Linked DNA regions of Mus musculus: regions 1 and 3 are each linked to region 2. Evidence: chromatin contacts called from public HiChIP or PLAC-seq data. All regions are on one chromosome and are shown on one strand. Each heading gives the region's core, a stretch centred on a gene start, on an enhancer-like site or on the middle of the called end of the contact. The rest is flanking DNA. Distances are from core to core; before and after follow the strand shown. Region 1 holds the start of Nkx6-2 (NK6 homeobox 2). Region 2 holds the start of Psmd13 (proteasome (prosome, macropain) 26S subunit, non-ATPase, 13). Region 3 holds the start of Cfap46 (cilia and flagella associated protein 46).

Region 1 (4,662 bases), core at 1,258-3,757, 1.3 Mb after region 2:
AGTGGCAGTTTAGCCTCTCTATTTTTGCTGGCTGAGCTGGGGGCAAGGCGATTTAGTGCCCAACCTTTTTAGGGGTAGGAAATGTCCCCACGCGCTTAGCAGGACAGAACGCCCGAAGAAAGCGCAACTCACTTCATCCTTCGGCCCGCACTCCCGCTTCATTCATCCGGCACACTGGCCTCACCGTTCCCTGAGTCTCTGATCCCAGGGAGAGCATGGCAATGAGTATCCAGACAGAAAGCGACACCTCTCTCGACTCTGTGGGTTTCGCAGTTGGAGTGAGCCCGCAGGTGTACACAGATGCAGGGCCGCTGGAGAAGAACAGCGACGGAAGATCTTTCGATTGCCCAGATTTAAGGAAGTCTGGACAGGCCTGCGACAACAGCCAGAGTTCGAGCACAGAACTGCAGCACTCCTTCTGTCTCAGTGCCCCGGGCTCTGTGAGCCTTCGAAAGGCCAGAGCACACCTACCCTGTCTCATAGTTCGCCTCTCCGAACGCTGATTCCGAGGACGGGCGCTCTTCCTAGCTGTTCAGGGTCGGCTTGGCACGGTGAGGTGGGAGGTTTCAGGACTTCCCACTCTGCCCGCCTCGTATTTTCCCGCCCCACCCCCATGCTGCTCAGAGCTCTGGGTCCCTCTTCTCTAGAGCTGGCGCCCCTGGCCTCCAGCATGGTCTCCCGCGAGCCCAGAAAAGTCCGTACTCTACCAGGGACTGTACTCCCGATGCTCAGATCCTCGGAGTATACGCGGTCGTAATCGAAGTGGAGCGAAAGCGAGGCCAGGGGCTGGTCTAAGGGCTCGAGGGAAGCAGTCCAGAGATCCCAGGGTACCATCAGAAAGCCCAGACTTTCCAGCGGGCGGTGTGCTCGGTGCTGGAGGGAACTGAGCCTAGCCCCCGCTGCTGCTGCTCGCGCCCAAATGGATCCTGAGAGTGTAGACTCAGACTAGGAAGCCAGTAACTGAAACCTCTAGGCGCTAGGGGCCACTGCGTACGGGAGGATGGGTGAGGATCATACGTGCAAGGTCTTTCAGGTCCTGCAGAAGTCAGCGGGACCACAGCACTTATTTCCAGTTCCCGCCATAAAGTGGCTTTCCAAGCCTTGACCTGATGGAGACGCGTGGCGTAAAGACCCCACACTAACTGTTAAAAAACGAAACTGAACTTCTAAGAGGACCAGCAGCAGTGGACGTTAGGCCCCTACGTGAAGCCTTTAGGATCACTTTTGCCCGTAAGACAGAAACCTTGGAGACCAGGGCAAAAGGGGAAAGTCGTTATTAACAAACTGCACAGGGCCTCTGCTTAAATCGCCAGGACCGGAAACAGTAGATTCTATTTCCACAGGTTGTATCACAATCAGTACTAGGTATTATGAGGTTAACAGTAAGCACTGCTCAAGAGGAGGAAAGAAATAAGCGCCAGCGTGCTACCTTCTCGGATCCTGCTGTGCGCCGCCGCACTAGGTGGCTGCAACTTCAGTTAACTGCCCAACAATTTTATGGAGTGAGAGGCCCCTGTACTAGAAAAGAAATTAAGGCCTAGTGGGCTCTACAGGCCGGGTCTATAGCCAGTGCTCTGTCCGCTAGACTGCAAACGCATACCCAGCCGAAGTCAGTGAGTAAGGTGATCCTTTCGTCCTGGTTCTTGAATTCCAAAACCGCTGCATTCTGGCCCGAGGTCCAGCTTGCCAGAAAGCAATAAGCAGGAGAATTCTGGTCCTGGGCCTCAAAGTCTGGACACGGGTAACCTCCTAGGTGAGTGCCTAATAAGCATAAAAGTTCAAGGGGGACGGCCTAGCCTCTCCCAGATACCCCAACCCAACTTCAAGGATTTCAGAACGGGAGGACAGCATAGGTTGTGTGTGTGTGTGTGTGTGTGGTAGTAAGGTCACCGGTTGCCTGGAGCCATCTAAAGTCAGTGAGTTCAGTTGGCAGAGTTTGGCAGATCTGAGGAAGCCAAATCTATCTGGTCCCTAGAGTCCACCCTTTTTCGTTCAAAATCCACCCAGAAAAGTTATACCCACAAGTTCACAACAGCCCACACCACCACGAGCTGGGAAGGAGAAGGAACCCCAGTACAGGGCTTGGGCCCTGATCCAAGATGGAGTGCCCTGACCTGTGGCGTCCAGCCGTCCCAGGCTCTTCCCTGAACTAAGCATACTGAGCTTGAGCTTTCGGAGTGGATCTTGAAATCTACATTCTTTCGGTCGATAAAATATGTTCTCGTATTTTTTCCTGATTTTCCCATTAAAACCTTTGCCTAACTAAACTCCCATCCAACGGGATTTATTTCATCTCTAGGGAGATAAATCAGGGGGCAAATTTACAGTCCCGGAGGCACCTGCCTCGCTAATGGGCCCTTCATGGAGTGCATGGCCGGCGGGGGCGCGCGCAGACGGGCCGGACGCTGGCCAATGGCCTGGTCGCCAGTGCCTTCAGCCAATCAGCGCGCGCGCCGCGCCCAGGCCCCGCGGTTATCAGTGCGTCCATCCCGCGCGGCGCCGCTCCGACCTGCCCCGGAGCCGCCACTGCCGCTCCCGCCGCCCTTAGTATCCCTGCCTTCTCTCTGACCGCCGCCCATTCAGCGCAACAGCCGTCGGTCCTCTCGCTTTCCCGTAGGGGCCGTCGGCGTTCGTTTGAAACGCGGTCCACCCGTCCCAGCGTAGCCGGCGCTCTTCGGCGCCGCGCGCAAACTTCCCGAGCCGGCGGGTGCGGGCGGTGGCAGCGGGGCCCGGATGGGCGCCCGGGTCGGAGGCGGCGGCGCCCATGGACGCTAACCGCCCGGGTGCGTTTGTGCTGAGCAGCGCGCCTTTAGCCGCGCTGCACAACATGGCTGAGATGAAGACGTCGCTGTTCCCCTACGCGCTGCAGGGCCCGGCGGGCTTCAAGACACCCGCCCTAGGCAGCCTTGGCGCGCAGTTGCCTCTAGGCACTCCGCACGGCATCAGCGACATCCTGGGACGGCCGGTGGGCGCAGCGGGTGGCGGCCTCCTAGGAAGTCTGCCCCGTCTCAACGGGCTCGCCTCGTCTGCAGGTGTCTACTTCGGGCCCGCAGCCGCCGTGGCTCGGGGCTACCCCAAGCCGCTGGCGGAACTGCCTGGGCGCCCGCCCATCTTCTGGCCTGGGGTGGTGCAGGGCTCTCCCTGGAGGGACCCGCGACTGGCCGGCTCCGGTAAGTGGCCCGCGCGGGATTCGGTAAGGAGAGGGGCTGGGCGCGGGCCTCGGACTGCGCTCACTGGCTCTTCTTCGCAGCCCAAGCCGGCGGGGTCCTGGATAAGGATGGCAAGAAGAAACACTCGCGGCCGACTTTCTCCGGCCAGCAGATCTTCGCGCTGGAGAAGACTTTCGAGCAGACCAAGTATTTGGCAGGCCCAGAGCGCGCGCGGCTTGCCTACTCTCTGGGCATGACCGAGAGCCAAGTGAAGGTGAGCTCGAAATGGGCCGGGGTCCAGCAGTATTGAGGCGGGGCCCGGAGTCCGCGTCCTGCGAACGGCCGGCGAGCGGCGGTTCGGCTGCGGCCGGACCGCGGAAAGCGCTGGCGCCAGGCGGGTCCGGAGTGCTGGTCGGGTGAGGCGAGCCTCGGTGCCCGTCTGATGATCCCTCCCCCAAACCCCCAGGTGTGGTTCCAGAATCGGCGGACCAAGTGGCGCAAGCGGCACGCGGCAGAGATGGCGTCGGCTAAAAAGAAGCAAGACTCGGATGCCGAGAAGCTGAAGGTGGGTGGCTCAGACGCGGAGGACGATGACGAATACAACCGGCCCCTGGACCCCAACTCCGATGACGAGAAGATCACGCGGCTTCTCAAAAAGCACAAACCCTCGAACTTGGCGCTCGTTAGCCCGTGTGGTGGCAGCGCGGGGGACGCCTTGTGAGGACGCGGCCAGGCCGGAGAACCCGAGAACCGGGACTCGCGGCATGCCCCGACGCCAGCCGCCCAGCCGCAGTGTGTATATATATTTTTACAGAATAAGTTATAAAGCGGACGTTGGCGCGGCCTTGGCGTGATGGCGGAGTACGGGGTTTGGGCCGATCACTTTGTATAATCAATAAATTATTTAACACGTCCTCGTCGGAGCCGTGGCTCCCAAGGCTGCACATCGTGTTTCTTCCATACGGAGCTGGCACCAGCGGGCGGGCAGGACCCTGCAGACCCACCTAGCCTGTTCTCTCTGTGGGCGCCAGAGACTGGCGCAGGGGGGCGCGACAGTGCTTGATGACGACCTGGGGCCCGTGTGCGCCTTTGGTTCAGAGGTTGAGTGCCTGGTGATGGTCCCAGAGCGCACGGTGATGGCAGCTTGCAGGAGCGCAGAGGTTGTGAGACTGAGCATGCCCCGGGTCGTGGGAAGGCAGCTTCAGCCGCCGGGGAAGGGAAGGACACCGCTGCGCAGTGCTTGGAGGAGCTGGGCCAGCAGGGAACTCAGCGGAAGAGACCCCAAAGCAGGTATGATTTCTATTTTCTGTGTAGATCGTTGTTGTTTTGTTTCGTTTTTAACACATTCGAAGGGAGACCCAAAGTTCTGCAAGGCTTGTCTCATTAAAAGCAGCTAGCACCTCACACTACACTGTTTTTCTTTTTAATGTATTTTCTTTTTCTCAACCTGGGGGAGCGTGCCCTGTTACTATGCGCCCATGTCCTGGTTCAGGCCAAACCAGCACTGTCCTAT
Region 2 (4,561 bases), core at 2,020-4,519:
ACAGAAACAGGGCTGGTGAGGTGGCTCAGTGATTAAGAGCACTGACTGCTCTTCCGAAGGTCCTGAGTTCAGATCCCAGCAACCACATGGTAGCTCACAACCATCTGTGATGAAATCTGATGCCCTCTTCTGGTGTGTCTGAGTCAGCTATAGTGTACTTACTTAAAATTAACAATAAATAAATCTTTGGGCCGGAGTGAGCAGAGGTCCTGAGTTCAATTCCCAGCAACCATATGATGGCTCACAGCCATCTGTACAGCTACACTGTACTCATATACATAAAATAAATAAATGAATCTTTAAAAAACAAAAACAAAAACACAGAATCGGGCTGGAGAGGTGGCTCAGCGGTTACGAGCACCTGTTGCTATTGCAGAGTTCTTATCACCCACATGATGGAGGACTCATAACCATCTGAAACACCTATTCCAGGGGATCGATTGAATGCCCTCTTCTGATCTCCAAGAGCATCAAGTATGCTTGTGGTGCACATACCCATGAAGGCAAACCATTCCTACATACAATAAAAACCATCACAAAAAGAAACAAAGATGGGGAGAGGGGCATATCAACTGAAGATTAGAAAGCAAAGAATATGAAAATATATCACTATGATATAGAACATGCAGTGTGTGATTTATCATTCCCACATAATTCTTAAGACAGAATACAAACAACTGCAAATCCTTTTTTTTTTTCCGAGACAGGGTTTCTCTGTGTAGCCCTGGCTATCCTGGAACTCACTCTGTAGACCAGGCTGGCCTTGAACTCAGAAATCCACCTGCCTCTGCCTCCCGAGTATTGGATTAAATGCGTGTACCACCACTGCCCGCTTACAACTGCAAATTCTTAAGAGTAGTAAAATGTCAAACTGATAAGTAAAAAACATTTAAGCTTCACAATGTATTCAGGAGAAATAACTAAAGCTACAATTATAAACTAATTATTCTTTACAAATTCAGATGATGACAAGAAAGTTCCAGAAAGAAGGCTTCTGGTGAGAAAATTCCTGGGTATTCCTTAAGGACTCTGACAAAGCATGGGAAAGAGTGTGTTTTTATTTTTTTTCTGCTGACAAAATTTAAAAAATGCTCCATTAGAGAGATAGCATAGTACCACGTCCCCTCAACCCTCTCACCTTCAAATGAAGAGGACTTCTCTTTTCTACACTACTCTGGCCAGAAATCTCTGGGCAAGTGGAACCCTTGTGCGTGGATGGGCTGGGAGAGCTGGGAAGTGAGGAGAGCCCTTTAAACCGTCCCTCTCCCTAGCAGTCTTGCTGTGTAACCCAGGTTAGTCTTTAACTAACCATCTTCCAGATTCAAGTTTCTAAGTGCTGGGATTGCAGGTGTGCCATTGGCCCCTTTTGGTGCTGTCTCGTGAGGTGCATGCATAGGGCCTGTGGATGGAAGCACATACTTCCAGTGAGCCATTTTCCCAGCTCTAGTCTAAACTTGTAAAAACCAGAAAGTCTGTTTCAGTGTTGGGATTTATTAGCTGTAAGCTATGGTGACTTATCTACGTCTGCTATTACATATGAGAAAGAGAGAGACTTTCTCAGTGCTGTCATGAGGGCCCAGTGCTTACAGCAGTCCGTGGCACAAAGTGATTGCTAAAAGATGCAGCTTAGTGTGACCACCATAATGCCGCCCCTTCCCCCCACTCTTGTCTTTAAATGTCCATGAGCAGAGTTGGGCCTGACACTGCATATATTTAATGACAGCACTTGGAGGAGGCTAACCACTGGTGGACTGTGAATCCAATCCCGGTCTGGTCTACAGAGCAAGTTCCAGGCCAGTCAGAGCTATACAGCCACAGCTAATCTCAAACAAACCAACCAACCAACCAACCAAGCAAGCAAAAATTGTCTGGAGACGTGGCTCAGTGATAGTTTAAGAGCATTTTGAAGACTCAAACTGGGTTCCTAGCACCTACACCAGTTGGCTTACAACTGCCTGCAACTCCAGTTCCAGGAGATCTCTTCTGGCATCCTTGGGCGCACACACGTTAAAAGTAAATAAAAATGAATAATAATAGTTTGTAATTATATTCAACATCGTCTGAGCTGTCTGGTAAGTCATTACCTTAATGAGACCATCTCCTTGGGCAAAGCATGGGTCCTGCACAAAATCAAGCACCTCAAGTGTCAGCTGATGCCACAACCTACAAAACAAAAAGCCCTCAGTCCCACATCCTAATGTGAAGAAAAGGATGCCTTCAGCCTTGACGGTCCCATCAAACACCAAGTATTTCCCAGGTCCCACTGCACAGCCAGGAGTTAAAGCAAGCGCCAGCCAATTCAAGCCTATTTCTGGACTGACTTTGCTTGCACCCCCTAGTCACTTATCCTTTCAAGACTCAGTTTTCTTAGGTAACACTGGAGAACACTTTTTGAGACAGCGTCAACTCCCACTCTGAGTGTCAACTGGAATTCCAATGCCACAACCTACAAAACAAAAAGCCCTCAGCCCCACATCCTAATGTGAAGAAACGGATGCCTTCAGCCTTGAAGGCATTGGTTGTGACTTTAGAATTCTACAGCTATATTTTGAACTCCATTCTCTCTTACTTATTAGCTGAATACCTCACAGAATAGAAAACTGATATTCAATCTTATCTGTCAATAGGAAGGATGAAATAAGCCAATACTTTAAAAAAGCCAATATATGAACCTTTAGGACACCGAAATAGCATACTTCATACCAAGACTAAAGGATAATATTTAATAATAGAGATAAAAGTGTTTTGAAAAACACAAAATGTTACACCATATATAGGCAGGTACATACTAAACACTGAAAAATTTCTCTTGAAATCACTAAGAGTTTTAACTGCTGGACATTGTCATGTGGAAAGGTTCTGAGGAAGAGGTGTTTTTTCATAGGCAAATTCTTATATCAAAGTCAGCAATTCGTAATTGTTCTTATCAAAGCTGGTAAGGCTGGAACGCAGGGAGTCTAGATACAGAACCCTGTTAACAGCTCTGCTCCTAAGGCTATCTCGACCCCTTTCCTCCACATCCCTGACCCTCCGGACTGATCAGAGCCCCTGGCCCTCCCACAGTCCTCTCCCTCCCGCCCCAGCCTCGGAGCTCACTTCTTCGTGTACAGCTCTTCCAAACGGTGCCAAACGGCAGCCTGGCCCGGCCCGGAGCTCTGACTCTGCTGTAAGAAGGCCGGCACATCCTTCATGATTGCAGAGAGCTGGGAACAACACAAGCACTAAGCAGTCAGAACCGGCAGGGATGGCGCACGGAAGTGCTCGCTCACTTCCGGCACCGCGGGCGCGCGGGGCATGCTGGGAGCGTCCCACTAGCCTCACGGGTTGCGGTCGTCAAGGTAACCGCGTTCTTGACTTCCGCTAAACTTCTCCCGGGTTTCTGGCCCTGCCCTTGAGGCATTAAAGAGTAGAGGTGCCTGGGGACAGCTAGCCACTGACTGGTCACGTAGCCTCAAGCCTGCAGACTTGGGTCCTCTGAAACCGGATGGCGTTTGGCGAGGACTAGGTGTGATGCAAATCGCTCAGAGAGCATTAGTTATCACCCGCCTACTCAAGGAGGTCGAGAGCGGCGTAAAACGATGAAATCTCCCGGTTTGGCTTCCCAACCAATAAGTCAGAGTCCCACAGAGGGAGAAGCTGCCAGCACCAGGCATAAACACAGCCTTCCACACTTCGGGTTATCGTGCGGGGGCTGGGCTGGGCTCGGCCGAGGGAAGGCGCCGGAGGGCGGCACTTGGCCAGAGGGGGGGCGGGAGTAAGAGTGCCGAGAGGGCGGGGCTTGGCTCACGGGGGCGGGGATTCGGATGGCGCTTGACCCTCTAGGCGCCGTCGTCCTGCAGAGCATCATGGCGCTAAGCGGTCGACTGGCATTGGCCGCGCTCAGACTGTGGGGTCCGGGAGGTGAGCCACGGCAGGGGAGACACGGGATCTCGCAGATAGGCTATCAGCGGCGTTTTAGGGGCGGGTAGCTGGAAGCAATTGTGGGAGTAAGGACCCGGCAGGCGCGCCCTTCTACAAGGTTTTGCTGACCGGCCATCACTACCTTCTCCTTAAAGGTGTTTTTCTATGTAACTATTGCAGCACAGTCTTTGAAATATTTTATAGAAGTTCGTTGTATGGATGTCTTATAATTTATATCACCATTTCCTTATTGAATACTTTCTAATCTTGAATTATTACAAATAACGTGATAAATAAACGTGTTTGCACCCCATTTGGACCACAAATTCTCAGTAGACAGCCTTGGGTAAGGTTACGTGGTTTGTATTATTTTGAGACTGGTCTCTTGTTCAAACTGGCCTTCAGCTGGCTGTGTGAAGGAGGATGACCTTGAACTCCGGATCCACCTTGCTTCCACCTCCCTCCAAGCGTCGGAGACTACAGTCACATGCCACCACATCCAGCTGTTACTTGTGTTTTAATTGTCCCCCATAAAGGTTGTGAAACTAAAAATTTTTACCAACAGTCATACTGTCTGCAAAATAGTAACATGTCTCATAGAGTCCTGAGAGTGATCAATAATAGGGATATTTTCAGTTTGAAATAAGTGAGTATATTAAGT
Region 3 (4,675 bases), core at 1,915-4,414, 1.2 Mb after region 2:
CTGACGATACTGAGCTCAACTGCCCGGTAGGGTCTTAAGGACTTCCTGCCATGGGTGGGGGCCAGTGGCACCTGGGCATCTGAGACTCAGAAGGGAGTATGAAGAACAACTTGAATAAAAGCCAGCAAACCCCAATCTCAGGTGGCCCCACCTCAGAAGAGCCTCACACGAGGGTCTCTGCGGTCAGCCAGGAGACAGAGCTCGGTCTCCAGCACTTCTACAGACAAAGAGCAGCGGGTGACATCTGCTAGATGAGGGAGTAAGTTTCAGAGATAGCATCATGAACTCCATAGTATCACACTCTTGGAGTCAGGGGCCTGAGTGGCCTTGGCAAAATGAAACACATCTAGCAAGAAAAAAATATTTTGTGTCACATTCTTCATATTTATAGCTACTATGTAACCAGGAAAAATGAGTTTTAATATTTAATGTGTTTGGATTTGGGAACACAGGGCTACATAATGTTTGAGCGATGTTTACTCGGTGGAAGTAAATATCTTTATATTTACTGCTCTATACGCACTACAGAGAACCTTTACAAATAAAGATCCACGTCAGCATTGTCATTGGAGTGGAGAGACGCAAGGTTGCTACTTCCAAGGTGGAATACTGCTCTGGGAACCCTTGAAAAACATATATGACATTTACGTTTCAGAATTATATCAGGCATACTCAATTTTATTACACACCCCCACACAGATGGTTGAGATTTCCCACCTCATGAAAGTGCAAACGAGACCCATATTCAATGAAACCCACACTGCAGAATTGAATTTCAATATCCTCTCGGGTTGGCCATATGAAAGATAAAACTCCCATGATACAGGACAGTAGCTGGAGCCATGAAACCCCCGCCCCTGCCCCCACCCCCAGTAAACCCCATGTATGTGCTCTCCACCCTAACAGACTCTTGCCCTAAGCACCCTCAAGTTCTGGAAAGTAAGAAAGTACCTCAAAACTTCCTGTGGTAGACATCTCACCCCTGGATCCCCTGACCCCCATGATCTGCCCAGGCCTAGGAGGAGCCCCAGTTCTGTTGCACCTCCTTCCAGGTGGAGTTCCTTACTGGAACTCAGGGGCTTTGTGTTTTCTTTGGTTCTATCATGGAAGAAAAAAAAAATGAACATAAACCAAGATGTCTCTGGCTAAAAGGCCTGGTGAACGTGTACCACCTGCGTCCAGCACCAAGCCAGGGGGGAAACTTCACCATCAATTTCTCTGACAGTAGGTCTGAGCATAACAGCCCAGCCTCTCAGTGAGAAACCTTTATGGCTCTCTCCAACATTCTCACACAACACACACACACACACACACACACACACACACACACACACACACCAGATGCCCACTGTTCCACATTGCCAGAACTCATCATGGATTGTTGCCTGCAGGGTCATTCTTTATTGCTTAGCCACAGCCCCTTGTGTGACCAACCATCTTTATTGAGGTCTTTGTTGGCTATCTGGGTCACTGAGCCTTGGGCTATCTTGAACAAAGCAGCCATGAACTAACTTCCTCTCCCTCTCCCTCCCCCCTCTCTCTCTCTCTTCTCCCTCCTCCTCCTCCCCCCTCCCTCCCTCCCTTGGTCTCTAGAACTTCAAAGGGTACTCATTATAAGAGGAGAATTTCTGGGTCATGAGTCAAGTACATGCCTCAGTTTACTTAGAGCTCCCAGTTTTTCGGTGATTGTCACTTTATCCCCACCAGCTGTGTGGCACATGCAGCTGTTTGTCCCCACCAGGACCTCTATCATCAGGCTTCTTGATTTTAGCTGCACTAATGGGTTTGAATGTGGGAGGCATTTCTTTGTGTTGTTTCTCTGATTACTGGCAACGGTGGCGGCTGCACTCATTCCCTGCTCACTGGGTAGTCAAGTAGCTCACGTTGTCAAGTGTCTATCCAAGTCTTTGGCATCTTCTAAAACTTGCCTGTGATTTATCCATTGAACTCTTATATAATCTAGACACAGGTCTTGTATTAGATTTTATTATGAATGTTTTCTTCTAACCTGTAGTCTACCTTTTCATTTTCCTAACAGCTTCTTTCAAAAGATCAGAAGACTCTACTTCTGAGGAAAGATTTTATCTGTTTCTCCCTCTGTGGTTTTTTAGTTTGCGCCTGCTAAGGTCTCACGGGCTCATGTGCTGACTCATAGTCCCAGCAGGTGGCGCTATTTCGAGAGGTTCGGTATTCTTTAAGAGGTGGTGTCTGGCTAGAGGAAGTAGGTCACTGGGGGCGTGGCCTTGGGGACTGCGGCTTTTTCCCTTAGATCTTGTATACACGTTTGTCCTTCTGCACGCCGTTCTAAACGCTCATTTAGGATACTAGAGTCAGCTTTGTCTTTGCCTATACGCCTGCTAACCTGCTGCCCACCTGCTGCCCCGGGGATCTCCATCATTGCCCACCGACCACTGCTTCTCAGCTGATGAAGCGCAGCTCCTCCTGCAGCTCCGGGCTCTGCCCCAGCTTGGACCTCCAAGACTACTATGTCTTAATGAAAGTCATCTCTAAGAGTGATCCTCGAACAAGGGCTCTAGAGCGTTTGTGGCGTCCCCCCACCCCACCCCCCGCATCCTTCCTGATCCCAGAACTGCTCCAATTCCAAGGCTTCTTGCCCAGGCAGCAGCTACAGGCGGGTCTACTCAGTCTTCACTCCTCAGATCCCTTAGATAATGTCACACATGTAGACCCGCCACAGGTGGCCCTTGCAGATAGAAAGGGGCACGCTTTCTGAGGCTGGCAACTTCCCTGTCCGACTGGTACCCAGCAGCCCACCTTCCTGCTCTGGTAGGCATCTTCTGTTAGATCTTTTTCCTGCATCCGTCCAGCCCGCGCTTACCGGAGCAGGGAGGTTTTGTGGAGTTCCCTTGTCTTTCTGTGCCGCAACAGAGCAGGACACAGAAACATGGGTGGATGGATGGGAGGTGAGCGCAGCCTGGCAAGGAAAGTGAAGACAGCATGGTATGGGTGCCCTGGGTGCCAATTCAACACTCAAGAGTTCTTGACCTGGCCTCACTCGGTGTCCATCAGTTCCGCTCCGCCTGCTTCTTGTCTACTTCCCCGCCCCCTTCCCCTCCCTACTCCCAGCGTCACGGACTCCTCAAGTGTAGCCCCGCCCCGAGCTCCCGCGTCCTTGGTCTGGGCCCCGTCTCTAGGCAACCGCTACTGGTCCAGCAGTGGAGCTGTATAGTTGAGGGCCTCCAGGGCCATGGACCTGATCATAACGCAGGAACTGGCCCGTGCCCGGAATCAACAAGGTGGGTCTCACTCTAACTTTGCTGATGGGAACCCCTTGACCTAAGTAGAGTGGCACAAAAGTCCGTGATGCGATGCGGTGGATACAGTTGTTGAACCCTGGCCTAGTCGCTGAGTGGGGATGGTTGAAAGCAACCTGGCCAGGAATTCAGACCCATATTTCTGTGCCAGAGGAAGGCTCTTCCAGGGACTGTGGACTGTGTCTCTCTGACATACCTATGCTGGGCCCCTCTGCTGATCCTCTGCCCGATAGATGCAACTGCCCTGCGAAGAGCTTATGAACTGATCAAGTCTGCAAACCTGGGAAAGTCGGAGCTTGACCCCACAGAGAGCTTCAGCCCGGACCTGTTTGTGCTGTGTGCAGAGCAGGCACTCAAGGTGAAGCCCTTGAGTGACTGGCTGTCACTGGCACACAATGAACCTGTCCCCACCTTCACATCTTTGGGTGTAAACGGCACAGGGTTAGGGTGGATGGGACATTTGATGAGTGTTGTGAGTATAGAAATGACCAAGCTAGCCTCACCAGTGACCCAGAGCGCCTTCATCCTGGGCATCTTCCTTCCTCTTCCTGGCTTCAATCTCCTACAGATGAAAGAGCCTGAGATAAGCGAAGACTGCATCCAGATGTACTTCAAAGTGAAGGCGCCAATCACTCAGTTTTTGGGCCGAGCGCACCTGTGCAGGGCCCAGCTTTGTGCCCCACAGTCAGAGGAAAATGTGGTAAGACTACCCCTCTCCACTTCTCACCCCACCTCCAGGGATGGCAGCAAGGCAGGTCTTAGAGAAGCTTTAAAGCAAAATGGGACTGAGGAACCAGAGTCTCCTTCACAGTGATGCAAAAAACATCGGCAGTTCCCATTTGTGCTTTTCTCTCCGCTCGGTACTCGCCAGGTGCCTGACATGAGTCCATATGACCTCCCACCTCTGCAAGGGGGTGCTATGACCTTTCTGTCTTCTCTCCCCCAAAGCCCTTCCTGGGCTGGGCAGAGCGGGAGGTGGGAGAGTCTGGAACCCACAGGCACAGCCAGCTGTGGTTGCTCAAGGGTCTTCGCTGTCCCCGGACTGTGCATAAGCTGGGGTGAAAACCAGTTTGCATTGGATGCCAGGAATGAAGATGAGCAGCAGTGGGTGCTGGGGTGGCTAGTTGGCTCACCTGGGTATTCTTTGTGCTGTCTTAGGAAGAATTTGAAAATTGCGTGACACAGTACATGAAGGCCATAAACTTTGCAAAAGGAGAACCGAGGTAGGTATGCTGAACTGTCTGTCTGCTTCTACTTGATTGCATAAGACTCTGGTGCCCACAGAAGCAAGCGATGTCATTTCTCTTTCTGACATCCATCCCTTCTCCTTTCTGTTTTGTGCTTGTAACGAATGGAGTTATGACACAGGCTTGTCTTACTAGCTGGGAAGGCCAGCCATA

What was found. HiChIP or PLAC-seq counts read pairs in DNA pulled down with a chosen protein or histone mark.
Region 1: an H3K4me3 HiChIP or PLAC-seq map of forebrain shows a contact between it and region 2, with 5 times the contacts expected there. The contact joins the promoter of Nkx6-2 here to the promoter of Psmd13 in region 2. A contact is called at or near these places in 2 of 39 promoter capture datasets (cranial neural crest and hippocampal neurons) and 1 of 115 datasets of contacts at active chromatin or transcription factors (forebrain).
Region 3: a contact with region 2 is called in an H3K27ac HiChIP or PLAC-seq map of T-cell acute lymphoblastic leukemia, with 4 times the contacts expected there. The contact joins the promoter of Cfap46 here to the promoter of Psmd13 in region 2. A contact is called at or near these places in 2 of 39 promoter capture datasets (hippocampal neurons and stem cell-derived epiblast-like cells) and 2 of 115 datasets of contacts at active chromatin or transcription factors (T-cell acute lymphoblastic leukemia and stem cell-derived neural progenitor cells).

Annotation. Positions count from the first base shown.
Region 1 is chr7:139,580,642-139,585,303 of GRCm38.p6, reverse strand. It overlaps Nkx6-2 (NK6 homeobox 2), which reads left to right and starts at 2,507. Exons shown (of 3, transcript NM_183248.3): 1 at 2,507-3,170; 2 at 3,251-3,423; 3 at 3,616-4,084. The coding sequence starts at 2,765. The coding sequence ends at 3,870. It overlaps Gm33031 (a long non-coding RNA gene), which reads right to left and starts at 2,508. Exons shown (of 7, transcript XR_003946896.1): 1 at 133-2,508.
Region 2 is chr7:140,881,102-140,885,662 of GRCm38.p6, reverse strand. Psmd13 (proteasome (prosome, macropain) 26S subunit, non-ATPase, 13) reads right to left here and starts at 3,269. Exons shown (of 13, transcript NM_011875.4): 1 at 3,097-3,269; 2 at 2,085-2,163. The coding sequence starts at 3,191. Sirt3 (sirtuin 3) reads left to right here and starts at 3,794. Exons shown (of 7, transcript NM_001127351.1): 1 at 3,794-3,900.
Region 3 is chr7:139,682,304-139,686,978 of GRCm38.p6, reverse strand. It overlaps Cfap46 (cilia and flagella associated protein 46), which reads left to right and starts at 3,164. Exons shown (of 59, transcript NM_001302546.1): 1 at 3,164-3,257; 2 at 3,509-3,633; 3 at 3,844-3,975; 4 at 4,434-4,498. The coding sequence starts at 3,209. It overlaps Gm32680 (a long non-coding RNA gene), which reads right to left and starts at 2,925. Exons shown (of 3, transcript XR_389968.2): 1 at 2,840-2,925; 2 at 952-1,098; 3 at 237-623.